Linked DNA regions of Mus musculus: all the other regions are linked to region 1. The links are chromatin contacts, called in public HiChIP or PLAC-seq maps. All regions are on one chromosome and are shown on one strand. The core of a region is the stretch at or near the end of the contact, and the rest is flanking DNA. Distances in the headings are between cores, read along the strand shown. Region 1 has its middle 7.5 kb from the start of Gm38686. Region 2 has its middle 110 kb from the start of Gm34489. Region 3 overlaps Gm34489 (a long non-coding RNA gene).

Region 1 (2,726 bases), core at 34-2,533:
CAACTGATGCTCTATTTGAACTTCCAACCAGGCACACAGGAGGTATATCCCCATTGTGATGAAAAGCAAGTGGAGGTTCAAAGTAGCAGAAGTCTTTGCCCAAGGTCACAGAGCCACCAGGTGGTAACACTTTTCAACTGGGCCAGGTTTTCTTGAAGCCCTTTCTGTGTCTCATCTTCTGGAGTCTCTGCTCAGGGTGGCAGATATGGACCTGCTCAAATTTCCTAGCTCTCTTTCCTTGTCAAGTAGCCAGTTTGGGGATCAGAAATGCCCCCTCTACTCCCTACGTCTCACCTCCCGTCACCCTCCACTCCACTCCCTTCCCACCCCTACCCCGCTCACCCCCAATCCTCACCCCTAAGCTTCCCTCATTCCCCATCTCCCATCTCCTTTCACTCTCTATCTGCTACTCCTTCCCCATCTCCACCCACTTCCACCCTCACCCTCACCCCAGAAAAGAAGAGGATACCTAACAGTATGTGCTTGGGTGAAGTTAGTAGAACAAGCACTCTCCTATCTCTGCCTCCTGCCTAGCTCCTGTCCCACCCACTCCAGGGGGACCATGGTTCCCAAGCAGCTCTAATGAGAGGTGACATCGAGAGAAACAGAATCTGTTAGCAAAACACCCAGCATGTCACCAAGAGCTGGTCCTTCTTAGCAGAAAGAGCTCTGTTTGCTTGTTTTTGAGATAAGATCCCACTGTAGTCCAGGCTGGCCCGGATCTTACTGAGTGGCTCAGATTGGCCTGGAGCTCATAGCAATCATCCAGCCTCAGAATTCCAAGTGTTAGGACACAACTGCCACCCAAGCTGGCTGTAAAAGTGACCGTAAAGTCACTTCACCTGGTCCTGGCAGAAGGCTGACTTTTTGTTTTTCTTGTCCTACTCAGCATGGAAAGCATTTGATGCTCTGAGGGTATGACCACAGTCCACCACATGTATGGACACAAGTCCACCACAGACAGCATGGCTGGGAGACAGAGACAAAACAGGACTAGGAGTGTGGGAGAGGGTTCAGAAGGGGACTCATCAGTGGGGAACAGATCAGTCAAATAGGACCTGGGAGGAGGAATCAGGAAAGGTTGGAGTTTGGGGAGCACCATTAGTTGTGCTCTCTTTCTGGTATGACAACTGCCTCTTCCATCCCTAGCCTACATCCTCTGGGTGTGTGCTGCCCTGAGCTGACAGAGAAAGTACTCTGAGACAGCCTCTGACAAAGAAGCCTTGACTGTTGGCAGGCAAGATTTTCTGAAGCAGCTTCCATAGCAACCAGAGGCAATGTTGAAAAGCAGCTGAAAGGCCCTGGTTGCTTAGCAAAGGATGACTGCTTGGGAGGTGCCACCTGCCCTGAGGGGGATAAGGAGGCTGAGAATGTTACCCATTGTTTGCTTCTCATGAATGAAGAGGGGACCTTAAGGGGACATTAAGGTCCTAGGCCTGTAGCCTGCCTCTTTTCCTTTTTGCATGTCCCTGATTCTGTCCCATGCAGGGTGGGCCACTTCATTGAACATTCTTTCTAGATCCAGCTCACCCTGGTCTTGCTTGAGCAGTGATCTCCTTTCCTTGTCTTGGACCAAGGTCAGAGCAACCCATAGGCTCAATCTCCATGAGGAGAAGGGACCCTTCCAAGGAGCTCAATGCTGTTTGTGTGTCAGGGCCTGTAAGGGTCCTTGGTATTGGGTCTAAGGAAAGATGGAGGAGCACACAGTCCTCAGGGGGATCACACATCCTTTTCAGAGAGATTGGGAGTGGGAGAGCATTGCTTTAAGGGATCCATTGGCACCCAGAGTTAGGCCCAGGACAGGACTCTAGTTCCTAGGGACTAGGATGTTCTTTGTGATCTATAGACTATGTCTTTTTTGAGCTGTCTCTTCACTTGATGGCTGGAATCTGGAAAGGACATTATTGTGATGGTGTAGACAAGTGTGCCTGCCAGATGTTGATAAACCCAGGAGGTGGCAGTCAGAGAGCCCAACCAATTGACCCACCAAGAAGTATTCAGAGGCAGTGGCTCCAGTAGTTTCTCCTCCATCCCTTATCCTGCATACCTGGTTCTTAATGAGACATGTAGTGGACAACCTTGGGTGGGATGCTGAAGTCCCTTTGGTTGTGGGTTTTCTAAACTGCCTACCCTGGCTTCTCCCTCCCCATTTCATTCTTTCCTACATAACCTATTTAAATCCAGTGCTGGGAAGGTACAAGGATGGAGAGAGATGCTGGAAAAGTTACTTCACTTATGAGAGATTAGAACTATGTGTGACCCCTCCTGCATCCCTGGTAGCTCGAATAAGGAAAGACTTGGGAAATGATGATGAGTAGGAAGGTGAGGGAACAGAACACACAGGTCGAGGTGGGCAGAGGTGCAGGAGTCAGAGCTGGGTGTCAGTGGGAACAACAGCTAGTACCTAACATTCAAGTACTTCCCTGGGCCCAGAGGGAAGGGACACTGAATGCTGACTTCATAGAAAGGAGGATTCGATGCTTGCAATACTCTCTTTATTCTGCTTTAAATCAGAGGAAACTCCAAGCCATGAGTAATTGCCAGGCCACAAGCAGGTTCTAGAAAACCACAGCTACCATTGGACACTCTTGTGTAGCGTACTTCTGAGCTGGGCTGGTATCTGCCTCTCCAGTCCGCATGGCCCATTCTTCGCTAGCATCCAGGTCCTGCTGAGGGTACAGGCAAAGTGTTTCTCCCTCAGGGCATCTTGCAGAGTTGGACAGCAT
Region 2 (2,733 bases), core at 143-2,642, 630 kb after region 1:
TTTTTATCTTGATTCCATAGGTCAGGGAGGGGAAGGCTTATAGGAGGTCATAAAGCTGTCCCTGAAGCATCATACATACAGCACGCTCAAGAAGGGATTTGAACCTACATCTTGTCAGCCTCATTCTCTGGGCAGGCATGAGGGGGGTTGTGAGGGGGAGGCAAGGGAAAGTAGTTTAGATTTTTATGCTAAGCTCGTTCAATTCCTTTCTCACTTTTGCTCACATTGAAATTATTAAAGTGACAGGGGAGGGGTAGGAATGCAGATAGTATTGCTTTCAGAAAATGAGGCTCCATTGGGCGACCCTTTCTTACTGTCTCAGCTGAGAAAGAGCCCCTAGCCAGAGGGAATCAAATACTTTTCAAATGTCTCATTAAAATATAAAGGTGATTCTTGCATTGGTGCTATGATAAAGACTACAAAGCAGGGCTATGAAAACTCCCTGGTTTACCCTGCTGAATAGGCCTCGGCTCCAGCAGCCGAATGAATTAGCAGCCACCCCATTATCTGTAACCCTTAGAGAGCACAACTCAGGCTTTGATCTGCCAGTGTCAGGGAAACTGATAAAAACTCGTTCTGTTTCTAAGCTTTCCAGGCCTGAAATTCTCCTTTCCCTTCAGTGCGCTATAAATGACCCTCTGAAGTGGCTGGGCATTCTTTCACAGTCTTGTTTCCAATCTATTCATAACCACGGTTATCAATTATTATGCCAGCTGGAATTCCTGAGGGCCAGGAGGCTGTTGGGAGCTCTAATTGTGGTTCAAGGATAAAAGCAAAAACCACACAAATTTTAGCCAATCATAATTAACTTATTCTCCAAGTGCAAGAAAAAAAAAAAAAAGAACTACCCCCTCCCCAAAACAAAACAACACAAAACCAAGGCCTATGAATCCCCTTTTGCTAATCACTCTTGAAAGCAGCCAGAAAGGGGGGAGGGAGCTTTTATTACCATGGTGGCACTGGATTGGCTCCCTTAGGAAGGACCAACGCCAACTGGCAACCAGAGAACTTCTCAAATCATTGGGGCCCCCTTCTTTTTAATCTTAAAAAAAAAACCCTCATTTTTCAAAGTAGCATGATGTTTTCCAAGCTCCTGACAGGGCTTTGAATAAACAGGCATCGATTTCTCATTGAACCCTAACAAATGATTGAGTGGCCCCAAATATTTCATTAAATAAGAAGACTCATGGTAGCTATCATATTAATAATGTGGGCACGTGTGAACTGAAAGGGGGCCTTGAGTCATCCTATCACCAGGTACCAGGTTAAGCAACAGATGCCCTGATAGACCTCAGCACAGGACTTCATTCTGGGCAGGTGCTGATCAGGTTAGCCTGGGTCCACACCCTGCTCCTGGGCTTAGACTGGCCAGCCGCCAAATGTCTCGAAGGCATCTGGCTGGTGGCAGAGGCATGTGAATGGAGGGCCCATGATGTCATGGAAAAAGCATGGCTTGGAGGGTGACAGGTCTCCATTTTTAAGTCTCTGTGAGACTCAGTGTCCTCCCTTTTCCAATGCAGGCACAATTTGTAGGATTGCTGTGGGGCCTGAGAGAACAGCCCTCAAGAACATGCCTGACAGAGGATGGTTGATAAACTAATGTTTTCTCTGCTTCTTGATGGTGTTGGAATATATGGTCTCAATAATTGCTATTTCTCCTAAGGGTCTCTAAAGACTATAGTTTTAGGAAGTACCAACACAAAATCTTTTTGTGACCCTTAGAAGGATCGCAGATCCAAGGCTTAGCACTTTCTTATAGCAAAGATGCTGGGAAGGACACCCCTAAGAGACATAATCAAAATGCTCATCAGGGAAAAAGGAAGCGGGAAGGATTCAAATGAGGTGATTAAATAGTATAATTATTTCCACGCAGAGTAATTGATGATCGAAAAAGCTTATTTGTATTTTGGCCACTGCTATCTAGCACTATAAAAGATACTCACTCAAGAGGATGCAACCACCGTGGGGTTAAATTGTCTATGAGGTCAAGAACCCAGTTACATTTGTGACATTTGTTAGTATGATGGAGAGCTTAGGGGTTCAAAACTTTGATTTATGCATGCTATGCCCATACTCTCATGTTAGCTTTTGCTCCCCCAAGAGGCAAAACTGTATTTTCCATAAAGACTCACTTATATATGTGGAAGTGGGTGTTTTCCATAAATGTTCCTCGCTGCACGTAAGTTGGAGGGTGGCTCCAGTGAGGTGATTAGTTGACAGCCACCCACAAAGTGAAGCCCTGAAATTAGAATGGCTGGACACAATAAGGGTTGTTTCTTACTGAGGTGGCAGCAGGGGTGATCCTGACTCCATTGTGTGGGCACAGTGTGGGACTACTGCATCTAGGACGTTTAGAGCTTGGGAGGAAAGGGATGGGGGAAATGCTTGAGCTTTCTGGGCTTTACCAGTTTAGAGATTGAAAATCTCCAGCCTGCTCTGCCCTTACCTATCACACCGCTGCTTTCTAATCACCACGTAGGCGAGGCAAGGTTGGAAAACACATGAACCACCGCTGCATAGAAACTGTCCCTGCTCTCAGAGAACCATGGAGACTGGTTGTTGGATGGTTGTGAAGACAGCGTGGTGAGCTATTGGGTTAGGTTCCCACATGAAGGAGCCCAGGGGTATCGATGGCCTTTGCCTAGGGACAAGTGACACAGATGACTATTTGCCCAAGACAGGGAACTGAGGAGAGAACAAAGTAAGGAATTTATCAAAGTGGTGATCAAACGA
Region 3 (2,744 bases), core at 77-2,576, 730 kb after region 1:
AGTTGAGTAAGTCAGATGGTTCATTAAGAGACGTCTCCGTAAGTAACTGATATCAATCATTCCTCCATCTTTGGCTTTCTACCTAGACTTCAAGTCTGAAGTCTGTTTAGAGCCCTCTGATGATTCCAACAGCACCCTCTCCTGCACTGCTTTTTCCTCTGTTTTGGTCGGACATTGACTTCACTCCAGTTACCCGGTGTCTAGAATCCATCTGCTTCTCTGCAGAAATCTCCAGTGTTCTGTTGCACCTACTTGGGTTTTCTATATTATTTTTAAAATTACATTTATGTTTCCATTATGCTAATAGAAGTCAGGAAAGAGAAGGGAGATCTATGCATGTTCAGGTCTACATCATAACCCCTGAAAGCCCTCAGTCATGTTTTAAAATGCTGTACATTTTTGAAAGGATTATCTAGCGTGTTTGGTGTTTTTTCAGGTTTTTCTGGCTGTGTCATCTGGTTGCCATAGCCAAATACCACAGGCTGAGTATCTAACAGAAATATATCTCTCAGTCTCCAGGCTGAAAAGTTCAAGATCAAAGAATCAACAGATTTGGTTCCTGGAGAAGGTCCATGTCCTAGGTTAAAGATACCTTGTCAGTCTGATTTCATTGACAGGAGTGGGAGAAGGGGGAAAGAAAAAAAAAAAAAACCAGAGACTATTTTTTTTTCTTCTAAAGCAACAGCCTACAGGGTTAGAGTTGGGCTCATATAAACGTATTTTACCTACTTTTCCCTTAAAGACCGCATCTCAAAACACAATGCCATGGAGGCTAGACCTTCAATGTTTGAGTTTTGGATAAGCCCTAACTCATTGCGTTCCGGTCTCTAATCAGTTTATCATGAAGAAACTTACGTGTAAGCATGGGTTATGTTACTTAAATACAAAATAGTAGCACATTTGACTAAAACACTAGTTTGTGGTTCCAAAAATCATTTCTAAATATAAATCATTGAGATAAAACAAAGACAAAGAACTCAATGCAGTTGAGCATAGGTGAAGTCAGGTGTCACACACACGCACAGGTATACAGGTATACAAAGCATCCATGGAGGGGACTGGCTCTCCTCCCCTTCTCCTTGTGGGTGGTAGGTCCCAGTAAATCCCTATGTGCCACTTCAAATCCATTTGCTTGGCTTCAGTCAGACTCTGATGGGCCTTATCTTATTGGCAAAGGCACATAGCAATTAAAATGGCATTGACAATCTTGTGATCTGTCTCGTGTAACAGAAAATTCAGATTAAGGGAAGATTATGCTAATGGGAGACAATCTTAGAGCAGGAAGTGCTTTTTGAAGACAGCTTGTACAGTTCCCTGACTGACATACTCTGTCTATTACATTCTGCCTAATGGTCTCCTCTTGATCATCTCCAGTAACAAGGATCCTTTAGCCTCCAGAGGCAGCAGTTTTTCTTAAACAGCACAGCTAAAAAGCTTTAAACATAGCCTCAACCTAGCTCTACATACTTCCCAGTTGTGATTACTAGCTGTGTTCTCTGTAACATACAGGGAGAATTGAAATGGCTGTCACAAGCAAGAGGAATTTATATTTTATATGCTTAACAGGACAGGTAGGAAAGACTCTTAATGTCAGTGACGGTTGTCATTTCCCTATCTAAAGTCGCTTACATTTCTCAGGCGGGTCTTTTTACAAAAAGCAAAACTGTTAAGTGAAAGCTTTAAAAATAATTCCATTACCTACCTCACAAAGACAGAGTGACAGCTGATCATTAGGAGAAGAATGTCTTCAGAACTTGGAGAAAGATGAGATTTCATCCATCATAAAGCAAGATGCATGGCAGCATCCCACCAAGGGGGCTGTTTATTGCTGGCTCACATCATCTCTGCAGTTTTGCCTCATGAGACTGGAGACAAAGAACTCAGTGCAGGTGAGCACAGGCCAAGTCAGCCTCATGGCACAGATGAGATACACCCAGTCTGAAGGTGAACAACATCCACAGAAGCAACAAGCTGGGTGTTTTTAGAATGCCTGGGACAGCAGCTGCTTCTGCAGCCTGTCAAAAAACCTGAAGACTCTAGGAAGATGGCTAAGCCCCTGTCACAGATGTTCACTAAAGGATGATGTGGGTGCATCTGAGTGCACATTCTCTCTGTCCTTGGGATGTGTCTAAGCAACACTGGCCATGTCTACATGGGACTGAGCCAGGAGAGCTGCAAAGCCATGGCCATCTGGCCTTCACTTTATCATCTCTACAACTTAGATGTCCACAGTCATTGTCCAGTCAGTAGTAGAATATATTAATATCTAGAAAATATTAAACCATGCTATACGGCACTATGCAGTATATGGAAGCTTTGCTCCTTGATACACAGAGATCTTTCTCCTCTCCCATTATAGCTTGTGCTTCTTCCTGATATGGTCCACTTCACCACCCCACACTCTCCTGCTTGTTTCTCCTCATCCATCCATCTATTCATTTATCTATCCATGCGTCCATCCATCCACCCATCCATTCTGCTCCAACGACTCAGGCATCCTCATTGTTCTTGAAAGACTCCAGGAACCCCTCCCCCCACCCACGGCTCTTTGTATCTTGCTATGGCTGCTCTTCTCCCCGCTCCCTGCAAGGACCATTCCCTCACTATGACTAGGACTCTGTCTCTCCAGGTGTGATCTCCTCTTGCATACTTTTCTCCGCTGCTTCGCATAAACTACAAGTCACTGTCCCCTTCTTTCTCCTTGTTTTGATTTTACTTCTGTATTTCTTGATCTTCAGGGAGTT

The links. HiChIP or PLAC-seq counts read pairs in DNA pulled down with a chosen protein or histone mark.
Region 2: a contact with region 1 is called in an H3K4me3 HiChIP or PLAC-seq map of embryonic basal ganglia, with 4 times the contacts expected there. The contact joins two enhancer-like sites. A contact is called at or near these places in 2 of 39 promoter capture datasets (cranial neural crest and embryonic stem cells) and 1 of 115 datasets of contacts at active chromatin or transcription factors (embryonic basal ganglia).
Region 3: an H3K4me3 HiChIP or PLAC-seq map of embryonic basal ganglia shows a contact between it and region 1, with 4 times the contacts expected there. The contact joins two enhancer-like sites. A contact is called at or near these places in 6 of 39 promoter capture datasets (cranial neural crest, embryonic stem cells, frontonasal cranial neural crest and 3 more), 2 of 484 Hi-C or Micro-C datasets (bone marrow-derived macrophages and cortical neurons) and 7 of 115 datasets of contacts at active chromatin or transcription factors (SST interneurons, craniofacial prominence, embryonic basal ganglia and 3 more).

What each region holds. Positions count from the first base shown.
Region 1 is chr12:13,158,413-13,161,138 of GRCm38.p6, reverse strand. No RefSeq gene overlaps it. Among named protein-coding and RNA genes, the nearest start is that of Gm38686, 7.5 kb to the right of the region's middle. Within about 2 kb of position 1,283, at least 61 of the 459 cell types and tissues checked have an H3K27ac peak or open chromatin away from gene starts, as enhancers often do. A contact at or near this core is called in embryonic basal ganglia, where this site is marked.
Region 2 is chr12:12,526,185-12,528,917 of GRCm38.p6, reverse strand. No RefSeq gene overlaps it. Among named protein-coding and RNA genes, the nearest start is that of Gm34489, 110 kb to the right of the region's middle. Within about 2 kb of position 1,392, at least 22 of the 459 cell types and tissues checked have an H3K27ac peak or open chromatin away from gene starts, as enhancers often do. A contact at or near this core is called in embryonic basal ganglia, where this site is marked.
Region 3 is chr12:12,431,368-12,434,111 of GRCm38.p6, reverse strand. The region is part of intron 1 of Gm34489 (a long non-coding RNA gene); the gene reads right to left. Among named protein-coding and RNA genes, the nearest start is that of Gm34489, 12 kb to the right of the region's middle. Within about 2 kb of position 1,326, at least 6 of the 459 cell types and tissues checked have an H3K27ac peak or open chromatin away from gene starts, as enhancers often do. A contact at or near this core is called in embryonic basal ganglia, where this site is marked.